Linked DNA regions of Mus musculus: region 1 is linked to region 2. The links are chromatin contacts, called in public Micro-C maps. All regions are on one chromosome and are shown on one strand. Each heading gives the region's core, a stretch centred on a gene start, on an enhancer-like site or on the middle of the called end of the contact. The rest is flanking DNA. Distances are from core to core; before and after follow the strand shown. Region 1 holds the start of Lingo1 (leucine rich repeat and Ig domain containing 1). Region 2 has its middle 47 kb from the start of Gm31529.

Region 1 (3,504 bases), core at 652-3,151, 100 kb after region 2:
CCTCCCAGCAAACCAGGTGCCAACATCCTTCCAGTGGCTGAGGACTCTGCACCCCTCTTGGCCCACACAAGGACAAAAGGCCAGGAGCAGTGGAACATCCCCCGCCCCTCACTAGTAGTCTGTGAGGTCAGGGAAACCCCAGGCTCTCTGCCGGCTTGGTGCCCTCGAACTCCCCTGGCACCGATGCCTGTGCTAAAGTCGTTGGCATAATGGCCATCAGGGCTGAGCCCAGAGCCCGGAACCAGGAGAGCTGGGCGCCCTCTGGCTGTCCAAGCCCAGCCAAAGACTGAGGAAAGGCTGGGCTGGCAGAAAGGGGCTGGCCCAGATGGTCTTGCCCCCACCGCAGGCCTCTTGCACTCCCACCCACCAGGGCATAGCTGTTCCCATCTTCCATGTGCCCCAGTCGCCACACCACCCACCACAGGGCATTTGAGAACAAAGGGGAGGTGCCGCCACAACAAGAGCTGGTCAGGGGCTGGTCAGGGACCCCAGCAATAAGAGACCCAGGGGACTGCCTACCTGCCTGGCCCCTCCCCTTCTCAAAGTGGGACCCGCCCAGAAAGAAACATCTGGGTGTCTTAGAGGGCAGGAAGCCCAAAACCCACCCGAATAGGGTGCGTTTGGGGGGACACACACAGGAGGCTCCTTCCTCACCTCCCCCCTTCTCAGCAGGCTCCCACTTCCCACCCATTTCCCTAGGAATGAAAAGTGGGGCAGGAGGAGGTGAGAAGCCCGGCTGAACGAAGACAAAGGGGAGCCCCGAAGGTTCCTGGGTCTTCCTCAACTGGACTCCCCCCTCCCTTTTCTTCCGCCCTCCACCTCCCTTTCATCCAGGCGGAGCGAGAAAGGAGCCAGAAAGAGGCTGACAAGGTTCCTGTGGAGAGAGGGGCAATCCTAGAGCCTGGGGAGAAACTGTTTGCTAGCTGTGTCCTCAAGCTTAAGGGTATTAGCCAGGGCTGGGGAGTGGTCTCTGGTCCACCGAAAGGGACTCACCCAGAGCTGAGAGAACATATCCTCTTGGGTGACCACTGCCCAGAATGGGAGGATGATTTAGGGGGCACCAGGGCAGGAATGGAAAGGAATGGTAGGGATCTCTCCTTGACCACGGGTCCCAGCTTGCCAACCAGGGATCTGTTAGGACCAGCGGAACGGAAATGGGAAAATCATTTGAAACTTGAGGGTCAGGCCTGCGACCCCAAAGGGGGTCTGGGCGGTACAAGGTGCCCTACATAGCCCCATGAGGGTGAAGCCTGGGCCGACAGCAGCTTCCAGCTCCCAGCTCGCCGCAGGGCTGCCGACTCGGGCTCGGCCAAGACGGAGGGGCTCACCTGCATCTCGGGCGCGCTGTCCGTCCGCTCGGCTTGGTCACCAATCGCATGTCTCTCTTGCCGGCGCGGCCCCAGCCCCAGCCCAGCCCCCCTCCTCGGTCTCCTCCTACAACACCTCCGCCCGGTCCGCGCGCCCTCGCAGGGCTGGCTGTCCGTCTGTCTGTCCCACGCGGGCGGGAGCCCAGTCGACTCTAGGGCAGGAGCTCGGGAGTCGGGGGCGGAGGCCGAGGCCCTGGCCGTAGCGGGCTGAGGAGCCGGGGCTCTCAGGACGAGTGTTGCGGGCTCCCGGAGCCTGGCTCTGTCCCTTGGGCCGGCCGGGAGCGGCCGCCACCGCCTCTACCGCTGGGGCCGGGGTCGAGGCCGGGCGTTCTCTGCAGCGGGGCCGGGGCCAGGGCTGGGACCGGTGGGCAGCTGCCGCGCATGCTGCTCTGAGCCCCGCGTCGGGAGAGGGGCCCGAGCGGCGCGGGTGGGGACTCCGCGCGCTCCGGGACCGGGACGGGTCCAGGTCCGGCCGCCTCCTGAGCTGCCGCCCGCTCCGGCTCCCGCGCCGGCTCCCGCTCGGGCTCCGCGCTCTGCCGCGGCGTGGGGAGGGAGCGAGAGGAGCGAGCAGCGAGCCAGGGAGGGAGGAGGGACAGAGGGAGGGAGGGAGGGAGCTAGTGAGCGAGCTCTGGAGCCGGGCGGGGGAGGAGAGAGAAGGCGCGGCCGCAAAACCTGGGTGGGGGTCCTTCTTTCAGAGAACCGGACGAAGATGGAGGAGCGCCCCAGCAGCTGCCCAGCGCCCAGGGCGCAGCGAGAGTGGCAGCGGGGCGCAGACGAAGAACGCTCCCGGGCCGGCGCCCCCGCGCTCCCGCCCTGCACCACGCAGCGCCCCTCTGGGTCCCAGGCTCCAGCAAGTCTTAAGCCAGCCCAGCCCGCGGTCTTCCCAGAGTGCGTGCACCCATTCGCGTTTGATTGTCTCTGGCCACATGCGTGTGCATGTGAGCGCGTGTGTTCACACGTGTTAACTGGGGTCACTGCACACTGCCGTGTGGACCGACACACGCACGTGGACAGACAGCCCCCACACCCCCCAACCTGATCACGGTTGTTTAGAGGACAGCTTGAGGAGGGTCAGGTCTTGACCCCTCCTCTCGAAATGTCCAGGACACCCCCCACCACACACACACACACACACACACACATACACCACACCACACCACACCACCACCACCATTGCTTCCTAGGGATCTTAGGGTGAGGCCGGCCGCCGGGAAGCACAGGAAGGGGATGTGGAAGCCGAGCTGGCTAAGTGGGTCTACCGGGAGGCCAGGTCTAGAATCTGCTTTAGCATCCCAGTCCCCTCCCCGTCGGGTTTCCTGTCCAGCAGAGGGCAGCAGGCCTATCTGCCAGGCTCCGGACGGTGGCACTCTACCAAGTGACCAGCAGAGGGCAGTATAGATCCTCGGTCTGGGCTTAGCTATTTACCATCTAACTCCCTAAAATAAATACTGAGTTTGGTGGGTACCACATCTTCAGATGGCTCCACAGAACAAGACCTTTACATAGAGACCCAAACTCTTCTTGGGCCACAGATCAGAGACTAGCCTGGCAGGGTGGCCTGGCAAGGGCTGCGGTGTAGGCAGGCAACCCGTTGGGACCTCATCTATCTACTGCACCTCTTTCCATCTGCTTGAAGCCAGATGCCCCTTAAAACCATGCCAGATTGATTAGAATAACCATCAATGAAGACACCACAAGGCAGAGTTCCCTTCTCCCCATTAGCACCTCAGCACTCCCGATAGTTTGTAGGCAGGCAAAGAAGGAAGCTGAGCAGGGCAGGAAGAGACCAGCGCAAGGCCTGTCTTTCTGGGGTGGGCAAGGATCCCGTTCCCAGTACCTCGTTCTCCTTCCAAGGAACCAGACTGACATTTCGGAGATACCTGGCTGGCTTGGAGAGGCCAGCTTCAAGTTCCCACCCCCAGCACTGTCTTGATTTCCACAGACCAGCCTTACACACATAGTCCAAAGAGTTGCACAAACCTGTTCCAGCGAAACCGATCTTGGATACCTCTCAGCCTCACTGGCACACCACTGCTTGGGACATTCCTGCCTTCTGTCTATGTCCATATCTCAGGCCTACCTAGAGCCCTTTCCCTGCAGGTGTCAGTGATGCTCCTTGCATCTTACATTCTTCTTC
Region 2 (3,680 bases), core at 1,050-3,549:
GGGTCTTCTCTGGGAATGCCTGAGGCTGTCAGTCATCTCTGCTCAGGTGTCCTTAGCTTAGGCTGGTCTGACAGTTAATTGAAAGGGAATTTACTAAACAGCTTCCTTCTGGCCAGAAGGTACACGGATAGTGATTGAGAGGGTGCATTTTCTGGGTTGTCTATATTCTTGCCCCTCTCTGACTGTGTTTCTCAGAGTAATCATGCCTTGGGTCAGATACTCAACTCAAGTTAGTCGACTTTAGGAACTTGGCTGTCTAGACCTGTCTATGTCTAGACAGCCATTTACCTGGGTCTCTGTATTGCTGAATCACCCAGGGCTCCCCAGCATGTATGGGGTAGCCAGGGCTATGTGTGTGGCCAAAGTGACCAGCTGCATTGTTCCTCTGAGCAAGCATCTCCCTAGATCAGTGGCTAAGCCAATTTGCACCTCACCTCCTCCCCTTAGAGAGGGAGGATGGATTCTATGGGCTTTGTGTAAAGGGATTAAGGCTTTAGCTTGCTCCACAGGGAGAAGAGCTGTAGATTCTGAGTCCTGTGGCAGCTGGAACCTGCTTCCTGGGGCCTTGTGGACTGGAGAGGCAGCTTGGGCTGAGGCTAGAACAAGAAGGCCTGTGTGAGGAGCTGGGTAAACAGCCTTGCCACACAGGCCTTCTGAACCAAACAGTACTTTAGGCGCTTGGGAGGAAGAGGGGGGTAGGCAATATTAGGGAAACCCTGAGACCACAGAGGTTGTCTGACAGAAGTCTGAAGCCCAAGGAGGATCAACCATTTCACAGATATGCTCAAGTCCAAAGATGGCACATCTTGCCGATAATCACACAGCAAATCAGCTCGATTCTTGATTGCTCAGCAGAACCTAGTTGTTGGCCGGGCCCTGCCCTGTCTTCTCCATTTAACATTGCTTTCCCCTGACTCTCAACCCAGACAGCCCTGTTGATGGGGGAGTTCAACATGATCCTTCATATGAATCTATTCATCTGGACAGGTGTGCATAGAGAGATGGAGAGAGGAGCCTGGCCACAGAGCTACCCTCTGCCTCTGGCCTGTGCTTACCAGGCCAGCCTTCCCGCTCCAGGCCTGGGTTCTGAACCCTGTGACTGCCCACAGATTCTGCTTTTGAGTGGCTGACCTGGAAAATGCTTCCAGTCACCTTAGCTACAGAGAGACACACATGGAGGTGAATAAAGGCAGATAAAGCCAGAGATAAAGGATGGAGCTCTTCACTTGGGGGAGACCTTAGACTAAGAAAGACTGGGCCAGTGAGAAGTCTCAGTGGGTAAAGGAACTTGTCCCCAAGTCTGATGACCTGAATTAGAACCCTGGGAACAGGTGGTAGAAGGAGAGAACTCCCCCAAGTTGTCCTTCAAACTCTACATGTGCATGTGCATAGAACACACACACATTCAAAAAGTAAAATATAAAAAACAAAACAAACCAACTAGACAAACAAACAAAAAAACCCACCAAGGAGCTGGAAGGATGGCTGAGTGCTTGAGAGCACAGGATCCTCTTCTAGGCTCAGTTCCCAGCACCCGCGTGGCAGCTCACACCTGCTGTAACTCCAGCTCCAGAGCTTCTGACACCTCACACAGACACACAAGCAGCCAAACACCGATGAACATAAAATAAGAATAAGTTTTATATACAGCAGATGATAGTGGCACACACCTTTAATCCCAGCACTTGGAAGACAGAGAGGTAGGAGGGTCTATTCCTATGAGTTCAAGGCCAGCCTGGTCTATAGAGCAAGTTCTAGGATGGCCAGGGCTGTTACACAGGAAAACCATGTTTTGAAAAAGAAGAGAAGGAGGAGGAGGAGGAGGAGGAGGAGGAGGAGGAGGAGGAGGAGGAAGAAGAAGAAAGAAGAAGAGGAAAGTGGGGGGAGGGGAGGGGAGGGGAGGGGAGGGGAGGGGAGGGGAGGGGAGGGGAGGGAAGGGAAGGGAAGGGAAGGGAAGGGAAGAAACATCAAAATTTTTGTTGTCTTGTTTTTTTAGATAGGATCTCACTATGTAACCCTACCTGTGGCATGGAACTCAGTTGCTATATCAACTAGGCTGGCCTTGAACTAACAAAGATACACCCTGTCGCTACTTTGAAAGTGCTTACTATAATAAAGTTTGTTTCAAATGAATAAATAGAAAGACCATAAAAAAACAGCAGCTGCCTAGTATTTGCTGGGGGAGAGCAGTGAGGACAATGGGGAAGGGCAAGCCTGCAAACGGGCTCCCGATGCTGTGCCCGCTGGTGTTTTCTTTGTAGGAAACAGAACACGTCCTCTGGTCTGAGTGGGAAGACAGAGGCAGGAAGCAGATGGCTGTCCCTCAGGGCCCAGGGCCAGCCTAGACGGGCTGCCTTCCCAGAACAGCTCTATGATGGACCCAGGGCCTCTAGGTCTTGGGGATGTGGCTTTCGGTTTACTTTCTGCCTTGTTTCTGTGGGCACTGTGCGAACTGGCCTGTGTGGGCCCTGCAACTTAAGGCCGGGAGCCACAGCGCCTCCCTTGACTTCCTGTGGGTCTGCCTCAATGCACCAGCTACTGTTGGAGTGCACTGTCCTAGGGTAGCCAGGTGGCCAGGGTGCCAGCAACCTTCTAGTCTGGACTCTTCATGTCGAATTGCACAGATGGAGAAACTGAGACAGAGACTGCAGTTAATTGTGCCAGGCCCTTCCTAGCCAGTGGTAGTGACAAAACTGGGCCAAGGTACCTGGTTCCCACTCAAGACTAACAATGTACCTCAAGTCCCTTGTTCCTCTGGGCTTCCCTGAGCTGGGGTAGACTTCGGAGACCCTGGGCCTCAAGTTTTCCAGGATTTCTCTCTGGACTGAAGTAGGAAGAGTGAGCAGAAAGGGGCGTGGCCTTTCTCCACTCTGGCCTGTTCTGCCTGCGCTCCTTTAGCCCAGAAGCACCTGACCCAGTGATGAGAGGCCCCCAGGCTCCTCCACAAGCCAGCTCGGTTGCACTCAGCTGGGAATCAACCTTGGCTTTGAAGTCCACTGCTGGCCAATAGAGCCGCCGCTAGAAAGCCATGCCAGTTCTCCATCTTCATCTGTGAAATGGGCTCCTAACACCCTTGATCTGACCGACAGGGGGAGCTATGCCATCCACTTGCCCAAACTGCGGCTGAGAGGGGCCAGAATCCTGACTTCTCTGGAGAGACGTAGGGAGCAGCAGCCAACAGGGGTATTGAGTGTCTGTGCTCTCTAGGAAAAGCTGGGTGTGGGTGGTCTGGCTGGTGGCCCCACATTGCAAGACCCACCCAATCACGGGTCTTCATAGGGACTGCCCAGATTTTTAACCATCTACAGGACAAAGGAAATAACAGGTCCTCACATGACCGGCTTTGTGAATGGTGGGAGGGGCCTTAATTTATCAATCTTCCCAGTCAGTCCACACCCACAGTTTAACGGCTTGCTTTCTTCCTTCCTTCCTTCCTTTCTTTCTTCCTTCCTTTCTTTCTTTCTTTCTTTCTTTCTTTCTTTCTTTCTTTCTTTCTTTCTTTCTTTCTGGCCAATGACAAATAAATGGGGAGGGGGTGGGGGGTGTTTCTGTCACTGTCCCCAGCAAGATTTGTCCCCTTGTTCCCTAGTCTGCCTCTTTAAGTAGCTTAACACCTCCTCCAGATTTTTTTTTTTTTTTTTTAATGCTTTTCCTCAGCTTAGGCCCCCAGGGCTTCCTTG

The links. A called contact is a pair of places that touch in the nucleus more often than the background predicts.
Region 1: a Micro-C map of embryonic stem cells shows a contact between it and region 2, with 2.1 times the contacts expected there. The contact joins the promoter of Lingo1 here to the enhancer-like site in region 2. A contact is called at or near these places in 2 of 484 Hi-C or Micro-C datasets (both in embryonic stem cells), 3 of 115 datasets of contacts at active chromatin or transcription factors (embryonic midbrain, embryonic stem cells and forebrain) and 3 of 9 other capture datasets (adipose tissue, liver and pancreatic islet).

The regions. Positions count from the first base shown.
Region 1 is chr9:56,633,747-56,637,250 of GRCm38.p6, forward strand. It overlaps Lingo1 (leucine rich repeat and Ig domain containing 1), which reads right to left and starts at 1,902. Exons shown (of 2, transcript NM_001311076.1): 1 at 1,329-1,902. The coding sequence starts at 1,334.
Region 2 is chr9:56,531,747-56,535,426 of GRCm38.p6, forward strand. No RefSeq gene overlaps it. Among named protein-coding and RNA genes, the nearest start is that of Gm31529, 47 kb to the right of the region's middle. Within about 2 kb of position 2,300, at least 67 of the 459 cell types and tissues checked have an H3K27ac peak or open chromatin away from gene starts, as enhancers often do. A contact at or near this core is called in adipose tissue, embryonic stem cells and liver, where this site is marked.